3 separate regions of the Mus musculus genome follow, and regions 2 and 3 are each linked to region 1. A link is a contact called in public HiChIP or PLAC-seq and promoter capture Hi-C data. All regions are on one chromosome and are shown on one strand. The core of a region is the stretch at or near the end of the contact, and the rest is flanking DNA. Distances in the headings are between cores, read along the strand shown.

Region 1 (2,700 bases), core at 122-2,621:
GCAAAAATACTGACGGGGAAACATAAAATTAGACTTCCTAAAAATTAAAGATTTATGGGGCTGGAGAGATGGCTCAGTGGTTAACAGCACGGGCTGTGGGCTGGAGCGAGTGGGGGCTGGAGAGAGGAGAAAAAGTATCTGAAGACAGCTACAGTATACTTACATAATAAATAAATCTAAAAAAAAAACCAAAAAAACAAAAACAAAAACCCAAAACAACACAAAAAAGCACTGGCTGCTCTTCCTGAGGACCTAGGTTCAATTCCTAGCATTTTACAACTGTCTGTAACTCCAGCTCCAAGGAAATAAGTCATTTTACATCTATATAGTAAAGGACTAGAATCCAGAATAATTCTTAACATCTCAATGATAAAAATACAAAAAATGTCAACTTTAAAATTGGGCAAAAGGGGGCTCCCTGATTAGGGGCACTGGCTGCTCTTCCAGGTCTCAGGTTCAGTTTGCTGTACCCACAAGTGACTCAACAGCCACCTGTAACACCAGTTCCAGGAGATTTGGTGCCCTCTTCTGGCCTCTATGGTCACTGCATGCACATGGTGACATGTGCAGGCAAAACACAAATAAAATAAAAATAAATCTTTTCTTAAATGGACCAAAGATTTTAATAGCTCTTTCTTTTATATCTAACACACAAATGGCCAACAAAGAAGGACAAGACACTCAACATCACTATCACTGAGTATCTGCGGTGCGCACTGGGGATTCATTCATTAACCCCCTCATTCACATATTCACCCACTCATCCACCCACCCAAGTGTTTTCTGGCTGAATTATGAACCAGATTCAATGCTAAATTCTGGGACTACTGAGATGAGTAAGCTGTGTAGCCTACTCGTAAAGACGTTAGAGTCTGGAAGGAAGGAGAAATACAGAGACCATGTAAATGCACCATGACGGTAGATACTGCAGGCTAACTCCAGTACTAGTGCTAGCACTTCTTCAAATATCTGTACCAGGAGTTTAATGAGGTAGGAATTATCTCCACTTAGAATTGAAGGAACTACGGACAGTGCAATTCAGTAACCTGCTCGGTGTCATGATGCTGATAAATAAGAGAACTAAGCTCTGTGCCTAGGCAGTAGCTCTAAAGTCTGGGCTCTGGAATGCAAACCCAGAAGAGATGCCTCATCTTCTGGGAAAGGCAGGCTGGAAAGGGCAATGCAGACCACAGCAGCAACTGATTACATGGGCCAAGGAGGGAGAATAAGACAATACAAGACAGCAGTGAGTGAGGGTGGGGTGGGGGGTGGGCAGCTTATGCAGAAAGAAGAGTAAAATAGAGATGTGAAAGTGCATGACACATTCGAGAACTACAAACAGCTCAGCAAGGCTAGAAAAAGAGCTCTGAGGTAGCAGGAAGCTAATCCGCAAGGCCTCCTAGGCCACGCTAAGGAAACATACCCTGTGTGTAAAGTACTGTGCTCTGGCAATCGTGTGGGTAATGGACATTTCATGGGCAGTGTGCAAGACAAAATACAAGCAGAGATCAGCTGAAGATTATGAAGGTATGAAGCAGCAGACATTAAGGACAGCAGGGGACAATTCAGAACCCTGGTAAAGGGGTAGAATATGAGGGAACAGGCAGAGAAAGGAAGCCTAGGAGGTAGAGGAAATAGGGGTTCAGGGGGAGAGGAATCTGCAGGACCTAGGGAGTAAACCAAAAGCAAAGAAACATCACATAAGTGCTGCAGCTGTCTCACTGCAGCCAGAGGGAAACAGTCTTAAAGTAACCCAAAAACTGAAAACAGTGACTGCAACCTAGGGAGGACTGATCCTTTCAGAAATACTGCAGGAAACGCGGCAGAAAGTTGCTCTCAGTAAGAGTCCAGGAAGCCTTAAGGAATGAATGGTGGCAGGGTGCAGTAGCTCACGCCTCTAATCACAGCCCTAGAAGGTAGAGAGGCAGGACAGCCAGGGCTACTATATTGAGAAACCCTGTCTAAACACAAACAAAATAAAACAAACAAAAAAAGGACAGGAGCAGTTGGGTTTTACTGTTTGGTTGTGGCACAAGCTTTAGCCCCAGTGTTCAGGAAGCAGAGGCAGGCAGATCTAGGTCTGTCAGTTACAGGACAGTCAGGGCAACACAGAGTAAACCTGCTCTGAAAAGAAAAAGGAAGTTTCTACAGTCAACAGTAGCCAAGGGAAGAAAAAACAAGAAAATGTAGCTAAAAGTTTCTACAATTAAGATAGTTTTACAGGTCTGGTGGGCTCACAGCTACCTGGGAGGCTTAGGTAGGAAGATCAAAACTTAAAGGCATGCCTGGCCTACACAGTGAGTTGAAGGACAATCTGAGAAACTTAGTGTGACTCTGTCTCAAAATAAAAAGAAAATAGTAATAAGTAAAGATGAAATTAAAAATTAGAAGCCGGGCTGGGCCGGGCGTGGTGGCGCACACCTTTAATCCCAGCACTCGGGAGACAGGGGGGTGGGGGCAGAGGGAGCAGGCAAGATGGCTTAGTGGCTGAAGACACTTGCCACTAAGTCTAATATCCTGAGTTTGATCCCGAGAAAACCCACTCCTACAGATTGTCCTCCGACCCCCTCACACATGCCAAGGCACATGTAGATCCACACATGTGTGTACACACAGATTGAATGTAATTTTAAAAGGGGAAGACTGGGTGGCTCAATAGAAGAGGGCCTATCTACTATGTTCAATGACCTGAGTTCAATT
Region 2 (2,700 bases), core at 111-2,610, 160 kb before region 1:
GCCTTGAACTTGGGATCCTCCTGCCTCCACTTCCCAAGTACTGGGATTACAGGCGTGTGTACCACACCCATATTTCTGAAACAAGGATTGGGACTTTTCAGATTTCGCCTCCTGTCCCCCTCTGATGGCAGAGAGTAAGGCTTGGAGCCTGTTCAAACAATGCCCGGCCTCGGGACATGTCTCCTGTGATGACAGCCACTCCCAGCTGCTTACCTAGCCAACCTCACAGAGTCCGCCCCTTACCTCCTTCACACTTCAACCTTTGGGCTGCTGGCTCACCCAGGAGCAGTTTACATGGCGGGGTGGGGGTGGGGGATGAGCTGTGAGCTCTGGGCATCTGACTTGCTGTCAACGTTAAGGGAAGGAATACCAGTGTAAGCAGAAACGCTGCAAAGGACCAGGTACCAACCAAAGAACCCCCGAGAGGCCCGGGCTTTGCACCATTTTGCTGTCTGTTTATTTCAAGTTTACACAGAAGCTTGATCACCTGTGGAAAAACAACCGAAAGCTCATCTTTTTTAAGTTCATGTTCTTGTAAGTGATAAATACACAGTATTTAACTTTATACACCTGATAAAAAGGGAAATGCATAGTAGAGAGGTCACGGGGAGTCAAACAGAAGCGGAGGGCACTGGTCACCAAATATAAAAGTCCCAAGTCCCACGAAACTCGAACCCACAGAGCTGGAGAAGACAGAAACCAACAATCTTCCCTAGCACCTTGGGAGCCAATGGAGGCTGTGGTTGGCAATGTAAAGTGCGCCCCCTGGAGGATGGGCGAGAGTTGCAGGCCTAACCTGGTGTCAACTTGCACAGATGTTATCCTGCGCCTAGAAAGGTTCAAGGATAAGGATTCTGTCCCCTGGAAAGGCCAGACCCTGGGAGGTGGCCTATGCAGCCCCAAGGGAGAACAAGGGGCTCTGTAAGGTGTTCTGGGAGCCTATGAGACGCATGGGGGGAGGCAATAAAGACAGAAAGAGAGGAACGAGGCTTGTGCTTTCAAGGCCAAGCTGCTTACACGCGAATCACGGGTGAACCAGCCATGGAAGGAATTGTGGGCAGCCCATCTGCCCACAGAGAAAAGCCACTCTGCCCGGCTCCTCTCCTCACTAATGATACTTTTGAAAAACAATTATTTGTGCTCTAATGCTCTAGTTATGGCTGGACCTCTTACACTTTCCACGGCAGCTGGGCAGGATGGGGGTGGGGGGAGGGGGACGGGGGGGGGGGGAGTCACTCCTTTCCACAGCTTTCTTTGGTGTTTCTTTAAGAAAAAAAGTTACCCATGCAGACCTCTCGATTCCTTCTTCCTGAGCAGCTGGTGGCTGCGTGATTGCCGACAATCTTAAGACATCCTGTCGAGAGAAACCACGGCATTGCCCAGAGGGGTTGTGTAAACACAAGAATTCTGCAGAGCTCTGTATCACGCCTACCCTACTCGGGCAGGCCGCTCAGCGTCCAGGCAGACGAGCTGGGACCAAGCTGTATGACCTGTTGGCTTTAACCATAAGGTGGCTATTGCAAACTAACGGAATGCCATCTGTGGCCAGAAAGGGTGGAGCTACTGGGCTGTTTCTCCTTCAATTTTAAAAAGGGAAAAGTGACAGGAAGTCCTTGGTCACACAGACCCTCCCCACACTGCAGTCTGTACCTGGATCCTAACTGCTTATGTGACAGCAGGGATAGCGGCTAGACCACAGTAAAGAGCTTAACAAACCATACGGAAGGAAGCCAGGAGGGCCTGGCCTCCGCACAGGCCAGAAGTCGGTTGTCTGGGCCCCATGACTGACTGGCAAGACAGCCACTACCAAAGCACTGGAAACCAGTCTGGAAGCCCCCCTTTAACTTCCTGTTTGCTTCTGTGTCCCTGGGTCATCACACCCAAACTTCAACCAAACTTCCAATATTGGTTGAAAGTCAAAAAGGTTCCTATTGGCTCTCTAGGTTTCTGGCTACAGGAAAAAAACAAAAAACAACAACAACAACAAAAAAAAACCCGAAAGCCCTTTGCCCTGAGGAACACTCTGGGGTTTGACACTTTGCTCTACAATGGCACCCTGATGTCACTGATATCACACTACAGCTTTGCTCCTAAGCTGAGTGACAAGTCTTGCCTAAGTGGCCCACAGGGAAACTGATGTTTCATTGTACCGACCAGACATTCTGGAAAAGGAAAGAAAGTTTACAGTCTCTAGAATACACAGGCAATAAACAAACGCAGCTGCTAATATACAGGCACAGGTCTCACCGGCTCTCGGTCCCTGTCACACAGCCGCACAGAGGGACACCCATCCTGGAAGCTCCAACCTTTGGAACTTGTGAACCTCTCCGGAGTTCTGGCTAGTCAGAGACTTGGAAACATCTCTTGAGCTGTAAGCCATGTAATGTACATGAAAGAGCAGATTCCAACCTGAAGTTGTTGGGTTTTTTTTTTTTTTGTTTTTGGTTGTTTTTTTTTTTTTTTTTTTTGCCAATTTACAAAGAGAATTAGCTTAGCTGACAATCTCAGAAACCCAGTTGGAGCAGCTAACATGAAGTGTGTTCAGCCTCCAGACAGACCTCTACCACCACAGCTGAGGAATGCTCGCATTCAGGGGTGCAAAGTACCCCTCGAGCATTTCAACTGCAAGCCCTTGTAGTTTTCCTGACTATAATTATACCCATTAAAAAAAACACACACACACACTTAAAAAGTCCTCAT
Region 3 (2,700 bases), core at 91-2,590, 150 kb after region 1:
TGCCTAGCTCAAACATCACCCTGCTCCTGTCTTCTTTGTTACTCCCTCTCTTCCCCTCTCTGGTGCCCTCTATAGCCTAATACCACCTCTTCAGTAGTCACTTCTTCCCAGGTCACCTCATTTGGGAAATGTGATGGTAGTCTACTTTGCAGAGTCTCCCCGAGCACCCTTGCTCTGAGCAATCTTGCTGCGTGTACTTTATAAAGAGACATTGTTGCCACTTAACAGATGAGAAAACCTATAGATAAGGTATTCTAACAATGCAGGCTCAGGGATTCTAGTGTAGATAACCCAGGAAGGCAGGAGAAGAAAGTGGTTAAGTCTGGAATTGCAAGACTAGAGCTTTTAAATAGAGTCCCCGTCCTACCCCCATCCATCCCGGACAAACGTGATTTGCAATGTATCGGCCAGAACCCATTCGCCCCCTGCTGGTTAAGACTTGAGTCCAGGCATACAGGAGTAATCATGGTCACTCAGTTACTTCTGGGGGGTTGGATAGGTCCAACCTGTGTCTTGAGGCCCAGACCTTGTGCCCCCACCATCTGCAGAGCATCAGGGCAGCATCTGAAGCCCACAACGCCTACTGCAAGTCATTTTCTTAATGTGTTGACCTTTTCAACCAACCCCAGGCTCTGCTACCCTGTCAGAAGACAGAGAGCGATCCAGCACCCCCAGAACCCCACCCAGCTTTGGGCTGGCTTCTGATGATCCCTATCCCATTTTTGTTTTCTGTCCCTAGACTCTGGCTCAGCTGAAGTCAGGGCTGACTTGGACTTCAGAGCCACAGCCCCCTGCTGGTCCCGGTTCTGGTCACTAAGTGGGGTTGGGAACAAAACAAGATCGCTTATGTTCTTAATGGACTCTGTAACAGTGCTTTTTGTTTTGTTTTGCATTGCCCACCCACTCTGACCCCACGCTGGCCACTAATCCCCGGAGGCTCTCCCGCTTAGCTTACCGTGTTTCAAGTTGCCCTTCCATTCGCCCACGTAGTGATCGCCGTTCACAGCAAACACTTGGTGTCTCAGTCCGTTCTTCTGGGCTTTCCGGTCCCACCCTTTCCACGGCGGCTCTACTTTCCTTGGACACTTAGTGACCGGCATGCTGGCTGCCTCTGTGGTGTTGCGGGGGTGCTAGCAGGAGGTAGGGGCATCAGGGGCTCAGTGACTCCCGTGTATCCTGGGGATCCTGGTACTTCCTGGGGAGGTGCCTGCCTGAGTTCCAATAGGGCAGGTCATTTGTGTTCTGAGTCCCCAGGGCAGGTGAAGAGCCCTCAGTGGGGATCCCTCTGTGCTGGACTGACCCACAACAGTCCTTGCCCTTGCATTCTCCTAGGGTCCATCTGTCAGGGATGTGATGGCATAATTCCTTTGGAACCCAGGGATTGTGATGACACTGGAGAGAAGCTGCCCCTGGGAAAAATGATGCTCACAGGTGACTTAATGACTTGAAAGACCAATCAGGAACCGACTTTGGTAGAAGAGACTCGAAGTAAGAAAGATCAGATGGTACCAAGTACTGGGACCACTCCAGGTGTATCAGAGGGTATCAGGCAGACAGCTGCCTGCCCTGTTAGCCCTTGCCCTACGTACCTGGTAGATGGGACAGATGAAGCTCAGGGGTTGCCTTTCAGCAGGGGAGATCCCACAAATCAGAGACTGATTTCATGGTGACTAACTGTCCCAGACTGCAAGTCTAGCTATACAGTGAGACCTTGTCTCAAAACAAACACAGTTGGACAGCCCTTGGCTCACTGGTCATCCTTCCACATCTGAGCCCTACGACTCTTATCTGGTAGAGCCATAGACTCTAGAGGGAAACAGTGGGTGGCCCAGGGTCTCCTCCCCATGTCTGGGAGCCCCGACCTGTTTTCCTCAGGTCCCCAGAATCTCCAGAAGGGATTGTTCATGTCTTTCCATCTGTCTCCAGCTGGCTCATGGGTGATAAAAACGTTCCTATCTACATCCTGGGGACCGCAATCTCCCTCAACTAATACAACCACATACTCCATAGGTTCTGAGGCTGTACAAATCCACTCCCATTAAATCTTGCACCGGCAGCACATACACACAGGTGCTGCCAATCAAAATATCCTCAGGTTGAAGCCAGTTCTAGGAGGTCATGGTATCTTAGCATCCACCCACAGGGTCAGCCTCACAACCTGTGTGCTTCAGGTTGGACACTGTGCCTGCCACCTGTGCATGTTTTACAGCCTCTGTTCCCACAGAGGGGACTACTGGCACATGACTTTAATCCCAGCACTCAGGAGGCAGAGGCAGGAAGATATCTGAGTTCAAGGCCAGCCTGGTCTACAGAGTGAGTTCCAGGATAGTCAGGGCTACACAGAGAAACCCTGTCTTGAAAAGCCAAAAACCCAAAATAAAAACAAAACAAACAAACAAAAAAATCAAAACAAAACAAAGCTTGCTTTTTTTTTTTTTTAATATGGAGTCTTGCTATGGCTCTGTGGCCCTGGCTGACATGGAACTCCATACTCCATATGTAGACCAGATGTAGACCAGGCTAGCCCCTAATTTGCATTATTCTTCTTGCCTCCTGAGTGCTGGCATAAAAGACATGTACCACTACACTCAAGTTCATTCATTCATTCATTCTCTCTGCCCCTTTCTGTTTCTAATAGGGTGTCATGTAGTACAGGTTAGACTCAAACTCCCAATGTAGCTGAGAATGACTTTTTTTCAA

What was found. HiChIP or PLAC-seq counts read pairs in DNA pulled down with a chosen protein or histone mark. Capture Hi-C pulls out chosen DNA fragments and counts their contacts.
Region 2: a contact with region 1 is called in a promoter capture Hi-C map of liver. The contact joins two enhancer-like sites. A contact is called at or near these places in 4 of 484 Hi-C or Micro-C datasets (the Ba/F3 cell line, the G1E-ER4 cell line, the HL-1 cell line and 1 more), 1 of 115 datasets of contacts at active chromatin or transcription factors (the 230-238 cell line) and 3 of 9 other capture datasets (adipose tissue, liver and pancreatic islet).
Region 3: a contact with region 1 is called in an H3K4me3 HiChIP or PLAC-seq map of the 230-238 cell line, with 23 read pairs. The contact joins the promoter of Morn3 here to the enhancer-like site in region 1. A contact is called at or near these places in 5 of 39 promoter capture datasets (the C10 cell line, cranial neural crest, embryonic stem cells and 2 more), 2 of 15 datasets of contacts at CTCF or cohesin (embryonic stem cells and pro-B cells), 11 of 484 Hi-C or Micro-C datasets (embryonic stem cells, epidermal suprabasal cells, forebrain and 5 more), 21 of 115 datasets of contacts at active chromatin or transcription factors (the 230-238 cell line, T-cell acute lymphoblastic leukemia, acute myeloid leukemia and 9 more) and 4 of 9 other capture datasets (adipose tissue, embryonic stem cells, liver and 1 more).

The regions. Positions count from the first base shown.
Region 1 is chr5:122,893,635-122,896,334 of GRCm38.p6, forward strand. The region is part of intron 12 of Kdm2b (lysine (K)-specific demethylase 2B); the gene reads right to left. Among named protein-coding and RNA genes, the nearest start is that of Rnf34, 45 kb to the left of the region's middle. Within about 2 kb of position 1,372, at least 56 of the 459 cell types and tissues checked have an H3K27ac peak or open chromatin away from gene starts, as enhancers often do. A contact at or near this core is called in the 230-238 cell line, adipose tissue, bone marrow-derived macrophages and 3 more, where this site is marked.
Region 2 is chr5:122,730,736-122,733,435 of GRCm38.p6, forward strand. Camkk2 (calcium/calmodulin-dependent protein kinase kinase 2, beta) reads right to left here. Exons shown (of 17, transcript NM_001199676.1): 17 at 435-2,700. Among named protein-coding and RNA genes, the nearest start is that of P2rx4, 25 kb to the left of the region's middle. Within about 2 kb of position 1,361, at least 141 of the 459 cell types and tissues checked have an H3K27ac peak or open chromatin away from gene starts, as enhancers often do. A contact at or near this core is called in the 230-238 cell line, adipose tissue and liver, where this site is marked.
Region 3 is chr5:123,045,676-123,048,375 of GRCm38.p6, forward strand. It overlaps Morn3 (MORN repeat containing 3), which reads right to left and starts at 1,341. Exons shown (of 5, transcript NM_029112.2): 1 at 956-1,341. The coding sequence starts at 1,100.